Linked DNA regions of Zea mays: region 1 is linked to region 2. Evidence: chromatin contacts called from public Hi-C data. All regions are on one chromosome and are shown on one strand. Each heading gives the region's core, a stretch centred on a gene start, on an enhancer-like site or on the middle of the called end of the contact. The rest is flanking DNA. Distances are from core to core; before and after follow the strand shown. Region 1 holds the start of LOC103645851 (ubiquitin carboxyl-terminal hydrolase 22). Region 2 holds the start of LOC100280414.

Evidence for each region. A called contact is a pair of places that touch in the nucleus more often than the background predicts.
Region 1: a Hi-C map of leaf shows a contact between it and region 2, with 2.2 times the contacts expected there. The contact joins the promoter of LOC103645851 here to the promoter of LOC100280414 in region 2. A contact is called at or near these places in 2 of 25 Hi-C or Micro-C datasets (leaf and tassel).

The regions. Positions count from the first base shown.
Region 1 is chr2:6,031,814-6,035,400 of Zm-B73-REFERENCE-NAM-5.0, reverse strand. It overlaps LOC103645851 (ubiquitin carboxyl-terminal hydrolase 22), which reads right to left and starts at 1,441. Exons shown (of 3, transcript NM_001353358.1): 1 at 428-1,441. The coding sequence starts at 1,230.
Region 2 is chr2:5,720,926-5,724,616 of Zm-B73-REFERENCE-NAM-5.0, reverse strand. LOC100280414 reads left to right here and starts at 2,041. Exons shown (of 10, transcript NM_001153337.1): 1 at 2,041-2,636; 2 at 2,977-3,002; 3 at 3,128-3,158; 4 at 3,304-3,391; 5 at 3,467-3,612. The coding sequence starts at 2,215.

The sequences.
Region 1 (3,587 bases), core at 192-2,691, 310 kb before region 2:
CATGCCATGTCATTAATCAATTGCCATGTATTGAGACGTGTCACTGTGCTCCCTTTTCTACTAGCATTGCAATAACATATAATGCTAAAAATGCCTCCCTCTTCAGTTGCACATTCTCTGTTCATTCCATTTTGTATTAAGTAGTTCCATTTGCAATTCTGCACGATCATGGTCTAGTTGAAATACAAGGCATGTAATCCAAATAGCACTGTAATGTATCTTTGCAAGCAAGAAATACAACCCAACATCTCAGGCAAGATTCTCTTTCCCACGTTACAACTCATCAAGAACCCATTTTGGCTACCATAAATATTAACTTTGCTTTCCCAATACGCTATGGATCCAGCAGAAAGGAGTAAGGCATGCTGCTATAGGCCCGAAATGGCATCAACCATTGCGATTAGCGCGCGAGATCCAGAGTCCAGACCTATATAGAAACTTGGCGGGGCTGTATGGCGTGCGGTCCCCGGAGAAGGCCGCGGAGTAGATCTCGTCGAGATCACACGCGAGGCACGCGACCCTGTCGGCGTCTGAGGCGCGGTGCCTGACGGGCGTGCGGCGCGGGCAGAGGAACCGGTTGTGGCGATCACCGAGGAAGTAGTTCCGGAGCGGGGGCGCGTGGAGGAGCGCCTGGAGCACGGAGTTCATGAAGCAGGTGTTGCCGAGGTTGTTGAGCCCCCGCAGCCCCGCCGGCGCGGAGGCTGAGGCGGAGGTGGTGGGGTCCGCGGAGGTCATGAGCGCGAACTCGGCCGGATCTGGCGCCCACGCGCGGTAATCGACGCGCCGGCGCTTGCGGAGGGCCGGGGAGGCGGAGGCGGAGGCGGAGGAGGTGGAGGTGGAGGGGAGAAGCGAGGAGGACTGGGCGAGGAAGACGGCGTGGTCGAAGTCGGGATCGTAGACCTGGTCCCCGCAGGCGGCGCAGAAGAGCTCGGCGCGGTCGACGTCGACGGCGATCTGGTGGCCGGGCCCCGCGGAGGCGGAGGCGTGCGTGGCGGCGTGGGAGGGGCAGAAGACGGCGGCGCAGGAGAGGCAGGCGTAGAGGCGGGAGGTGGGGGACGGGGACGCGGCGGAGCAGGGCGAGCAGCGCGGGAGCTCGCGCGGGTCCCGCCGGATCTCGGGGCGGCCGAGCGGGCGCACGCGCAGGCAGCGGCGGAGGAAGCGCAGCGGGCGTGAGGACAGGCGGTGCGCGGCGAGGTGCGGGCAGGGCGGTGGCACGGACGGGGTGGACATCGGGGAGGGGAGGGGACGGACCGGGGTGTGCTGTGGTGGGGACGGCGGCGGCGGGTGACGGGGTGGCCGGGTCGGGGTGGGGGTGCGGCCGGTGGAGTGTGGCAGCGTGGTGCGGGGGGAGGTGGTGGTCTGGTACTCTGGTCCGATGGCGGTGGCGGTGCGGTCGCGGGGATGGACGGATGAGTGACGCCGTGACGGTATTGGTTCACTCACTGCGCGTAGCACACTAGCACTGCGATATCGGGATCCGCTGGGTTGCTGGGGCACGGGCGCATGGCACCGAACTTCGCATGCCATTGCCTATTGGTAAAGATGGTCAAATGGGCCGCCCGGCCCGGCCCGGTCGGATGAAGTCTGGCCCGCGAGGAACGATTAGAAAACTGGGGCCGGGCCTTTTAAACCCGTGAGCTTGATTCTCTGTCCGAGCCCGACCCACAGTGGGCCTAAACGGTAGCACGAAAAAAGCGGGCCGAAAAGCACGTTTTAGTGCAAAAAAGCGGGTTTAACGTGCTTAGAGGTAAACGGGCCGTGTCGGGCTAGCCCACCGAGCCTAGTTTCCTGTCCGAGCCCGGCCCGCTTATTCGTGCCGGGCCAGCTCGGGCCCGCATAGAACCGGGCCGTGATGGGCTCGGACCGGGCCAAACAGCGAGCTTCGTGCCAGGCTCGTGGGCCTCGTGCTTATTGGCCATCTATACCCATTGGCCATTCCATCGGGTTCGATGACAGGAGCGAATCACAAAATGACTAGAGATTCTCAAAATTTTAGATGGCTCGATCTGAATTTGCAAGCCTAGAGATGACATATAAGGCTAGACTCTAGAGACATTTCCAATTTACAAGCGTTAAAAGACCACATCAAATGATACTCCTCCTAAAACTCCTCCTAAAATAGTATTTGTTTTATAGTGTTAATGAATGAAAGAGTGTTAATGAATTCATACAGTATTTGATGTATGTGTATTATATGTGTCTAGATTTATTGTTATTCATTTGAATATGGACAAAAAAAACCTAAAACAAACTATATAATAAGACAGAGTGAGTATTTCACAATATGCCAATGTGAAGTCAGTTTTGCAAATAAAAAAACGCTCTAAGGCACTGTTTGTTTACCTCTAAAATTATATATAATCTAGCTTATGAATTATATAAGTAGTTAATGATCTGCTTATGAATTATCATAATCTATATATCTAGATTATATAATCCACCTAATAATTTATGAACTTATTTTAGCTGGATTATATAATCTACAAAGGAAACAAACATGGTCTAATAATTTGTAAACTTATTTCAGCTGGATTATATAATCTACTATATAATCTACAAAGGAAACAAACATGGTCTAGGATGTGTCCCACGAATAAGTTGCAGATGGGCACAAAACTTGTGTTAAGACTTAAAACGAAATGTTTATACAACAACAAAGGTCATGTCGTGAGAAGAAGGATGATCAGCAGGTCTTCCGGATCTATCACCAAAATCAACAGTCCAGTTATATGAAAGGCTATTTGCTTGCAACAAGAAACTGCTTGCTCAAAGATAGAGGTCTAGGCCACTTTTGCCAAGCTTTACCTGGTGGGTTAGTGTAGGCCAATATTCCAAAGAAGGTCTGTTTTAGTCCATTGCATGCTAAACATTTTTTGGTTCCACAAAGAGGACAAAAAAAACATCAATCGGCACTCTTCTTCGAGCATATTGGTCTTATCGGCAGAGGCGGATCTACGTGTAATGGAATGAGAGCATAGGCCCTCACTCATTTTTGTGTTGTAAGTATAAAAGACTAGATTTTCAGCGTATATCCTCCTCTGTTCAACTCAATTATTATGCTTTGGCTTTGACATTTGGCGCTTGTTGTTGTAAGTATATCCTCACTCTCATTTCATTCTGAGCCCGGCCCTACTTATCGGAATAGCTGCTCCTTTCTGGCTTTGCTAGGCCTAGGCAATCCAGCAAACTTTTTATCGCAACTTATTCTGAGAAGATAGTCTAAATATTTCCATTTCTCTTTCTGCATGATCTGCAGGTTTGGAGCTCCGTGGTGATATGCGCTGATTGATAACACGCAAGGCTCGTAAGATAACTCATAACTCGTCGACCATGCGAAAGTGCTGCTGGACTTGTTGATGACAAATGAATTTTCCCCATCGCCAGTGACCTTACCCAACGACCAGTACTAAGTGAAGTTTCATGGGTCATGGAACTCGCTAGCGCATTCAGATGCCGCCGTAAATTTTACTGCGCTCAGAGAACAGGGAGCTGAAACCGCGAGACACGTCGCTTCTGTCTTGGAGGAGACCATGAGCTTGCAGCTAGACCAAGGACATGCTAGTTTGAGTAGTTTCTTTTGCAGGATG
Region 2 (3,691 bases), core at 792-3,291:
CTAAAATGTGACAAATAAAAAAGAACGGAGTGAGTACAATTCAATTTAGTTTGTATAATCCTATTAGAGATGTTTGTTTACACAAATTATTAGTGGATAAAAAACCAAGCAATAATCTAAAACAAGCACCTAAAGCCCTGCTTATGGATTATCATAGTCTAGATACCTAAATTATTTAGTATGTTCCAATAACATATGTTGTTTGTTTGCATCTTAACTTATTTAAGCTGGATTATATAATTTAGAGGGTAAACAAATCGGTCCTAAAAGATACTCCCTGGGTCTCATAGTAGTTGTGGTTATCACTTTTTGAGTAGTCAACCTTCTTTAACTTTGACTGAGACAACTATTCTAAGACAGAGATTATGAATTATTGGGTTGGATCCAACCCTCTTCTTTTCCTTTGAAAAAAAAATAATTGTGCGTGTGACTATTTGGTACAAGCTAAATAAAGATGCATTAGCGCTAGCATGAGAACGTGTATTTGGCTTGTACATATAGGGTGTGTTTGGTTGCCTGCATCTGCTCGTGCTTGCATCGCGGAATGCGGGTAGCTGCTGTTTGGTTGCTGTGAGCCAGGCTATGCGCATGCGAGCTCTGTGTTTGGTTGTCTGCATGTAGATTTGGATCCAGACTCGCACGATCTTTAAAGCACTTTGGGCCAGGCTCACCAGATACGAGCAGATTGGTCGCATCTCCAGAGCCAGGCTCCAGTGATCCTGGCTCACACAGCCAGGTTGGCGAGAGAAACCAACCAAACAGACCCATATAGTTGATGGCTTAGTGCATAGCTGGTGGTACACTGAATGGCCAGGCTTAATGCACTGCTATGGCTCGATGCTAATTGTAGTACTACTAGTGTTTGGTCAGTTTCCTATGCCAGGGCTTTTTGGTTGATGCAGCCGTGCCTTACCAACGAATGGGAGCATTAAGGAATGCACGATTACCAATTTAATGTGAAACTCTATGCCCCATGTATATATATGCTTTGAGTTGGCGACAGAGAGTTCCAGCAATTTTGGGAGTCATCTCAGCTGGAAATTGGCAGATTAACGCGTTGAGCAGACGCTCTGGGTGAGCATGGGGGAGAGAAAAGAAAAGGCAGCGCCGTTCTCGATCAACACGGCGGTCATACATGTATGTTTGTCTGGTCAAGAAGGAGAAGAAGAAGAAGATACGATTGCAGTAAAGAGAAGAAAAGAGAGGCGTGTGTCCATTTCGCACCGCTAAATCCATTCCCTGTTCAGTGGAGACATAATCTTTTGGGCGGCTCGTCGCTCGTGGGACAGAAGGCAATTACTGGCACGTCGTGGTTCTCTCCGGCATGGCACGAAACATATGCCCTTCAAAACCGAGGTTTGTGCTAGCACACTTGTTTCAATTTTCAAAGTGTGACCACCGGCACCAGGTCACCACATGTGACACGGCTGCAGGGAGACGACACGACGGTCAAGTAAAAGTAAAAAAAAAAAACCTGAGGCTGGCTGGCTACGCTGAGCAAACCCTGTGCCGCCCCCAAATGGAGAAGGCGCCGGCACCAGCACCAGCACCGGGCACCCAACGGGCGTTCGTGTCCGCCTATCGGATCTGGTCGCTTTGACGAAGGAACCAGCGAATGATCACTGCTACTAGCTAGCTAGGTTGTTGCGCGGCCGCGATAAGAGTAACATGACACTTGTTTTGCTTTTGTTTTTACTAGGCTTGCTGAGTGAGGTGCTGCTGATGGATCATGGATGTGGTGCGGTGCTGCCTTTTATAACCGCGCGCGCGCACCACACAACACAACAGACACCACCACGGCCCCGCGCGCGCGCGCCTCCCTCTCCCTCCTAGTCCTAGGCACACACAACACAACGCAATCCTCCACCGGCTCCGCTACCCGCGGGCGGGCGGGCGCTTTTCGCCTCCTCTGCTCCGAGCTCTCCTAGGTTGGAAGAGTCTTTGCCAAGGGGATAACAAAAGAGAAAAGTACTTGCATACCCCAACAAGGCAGCAGCGGCTGCTTTTGGCCTCCTTTTTCTCGCACCTCGCTCCTCTATTCTCTTCTCTTGTTCGTTCATCACCCGAGTTGGAGTGCGAGGCAAGAAGGAGATCGAGCCTGAGGAGGGAGGGAGCCAGGGAGGGAACTGGACGTCCGGACCACCACCACCACCACCACACACACACCAGCCTCGTACGAAGTAAGGAAGGAAGGAAGCCCAGCGCCTAGCAGCCATGTGGGACCTTAACGACTCGCCGGCCGCCGAGGCCGCCCCGCCTTCCCCGTCCGCCGACGACTCCGGCGCGTCCTCCTCGTCGGCGGCCGCGCTGGTCGAGATACCCGACGACGCGGACGACGACTCGGCCGCCGCCGCCGCGGAAGCCGTCGTCACGCGCCAGTTCTTCCCGGCCCCGGCCGCCGTCGGCGCGGCGCCCGGGCCCGGCTCGTCGAGCGCGCGCGCGGGCTGGCTTCGCCTGGCCGCCGCGGCTCCACCGCCCGCGGCGGGCGGCAGTAACGGCGTCGCGCAAACCGGTGGCCCCGCGGCGGCGGCGGCGGCGGCTGGCAAGAAGAGCCGGCGCGGGCCGCGGTCGCGCAGCTCGCAGTACCGCGGCGTCACGTTCTACCGCCGGACGGGGCGGTGGGAGTCGCACATATGGTAAGTTCCGTTGCCGCCCGCCGCCCTTTCCTTTCTCGAGGAGCTCGAGGAGAGAGACGGAGCAGGTAGCAGCAGCTCAGCTCGCGAGGGGAGGCCGGGAGGGGGGGGGGGGGGGGGGTGTTCTCTATTGGATTGGATTCCTCTTGTTTTGGGCATTTCTCGCCTCTGCTGCTTTTGCCTTTCATAGCAACATCTTATCAAAGTTTATTCTTACGAGCTGTTACCATGCCATGCTCCCTCTCTCTCTCTCTTGCTCTGTCTGTGTGTCCCCTCTCTCTCTCTCCTCCTCCTCTCTCTCTCTCACTCCCCCATGCCCTCTGCTTGTGCTTGTGCAATGCAGGGATTGCGGCAAGCAGGTCTATTTGGGTAAGTTTCGTTCATGTCCATGCATACACATCCGTACTTGGGAGAGAGGTGGGTGACTGCCCCAATCCGAGGCGTTTTCGGTTCTGGATCCCTCACAAATGGCTTGGCTTGTGGACGACTTGCAGGCGGGTTTGACACCGCTCATGCGGCGGCTCGGTAATTAAAGCCTCTTTCTCTCTCTCTGTCTTCGATTCCCATTGGCTCTCTACCCTGACTCCATGCCAAGTTCTCCGCCAATAGCAGCGGGTCTCGCCGCCGAATTGTAATAATCCGGCTGTCTGCTTTTCCCTACCAACCTCAGGGCGTACGATCGGGCGGCGATCAAGTTCCGCGGCGTGGAGGCCGACATCAATTTCAGTCTGGAGGATTACCAGGACGACATGAAGCAGGTGATTTATACTCCTATACGGAGCATGTAGCGAGAAAGATACATGTAATTTTTTCTTTCCTTCGTCTACCAGCAGATGGGCCACCTGAGCAAGGAGGAGTTCGTTCACGTGCTCCGGCGGCAGAGCACGGGGTTCCCCCGGGGCAGCTCCAAGTACAGAGGCGTGACGCTCCACAAGTGCGGGAGGTGGGAGGCGCGCATGGGCCAGTTCCTCGGCAAGAAGTATGCCGTCGTCCTCGTCCGTCCATCTCCCTTCTCGCCTTCCTTCCTTCCTTCCTTCCTTCTTCCCACAACCACTGCT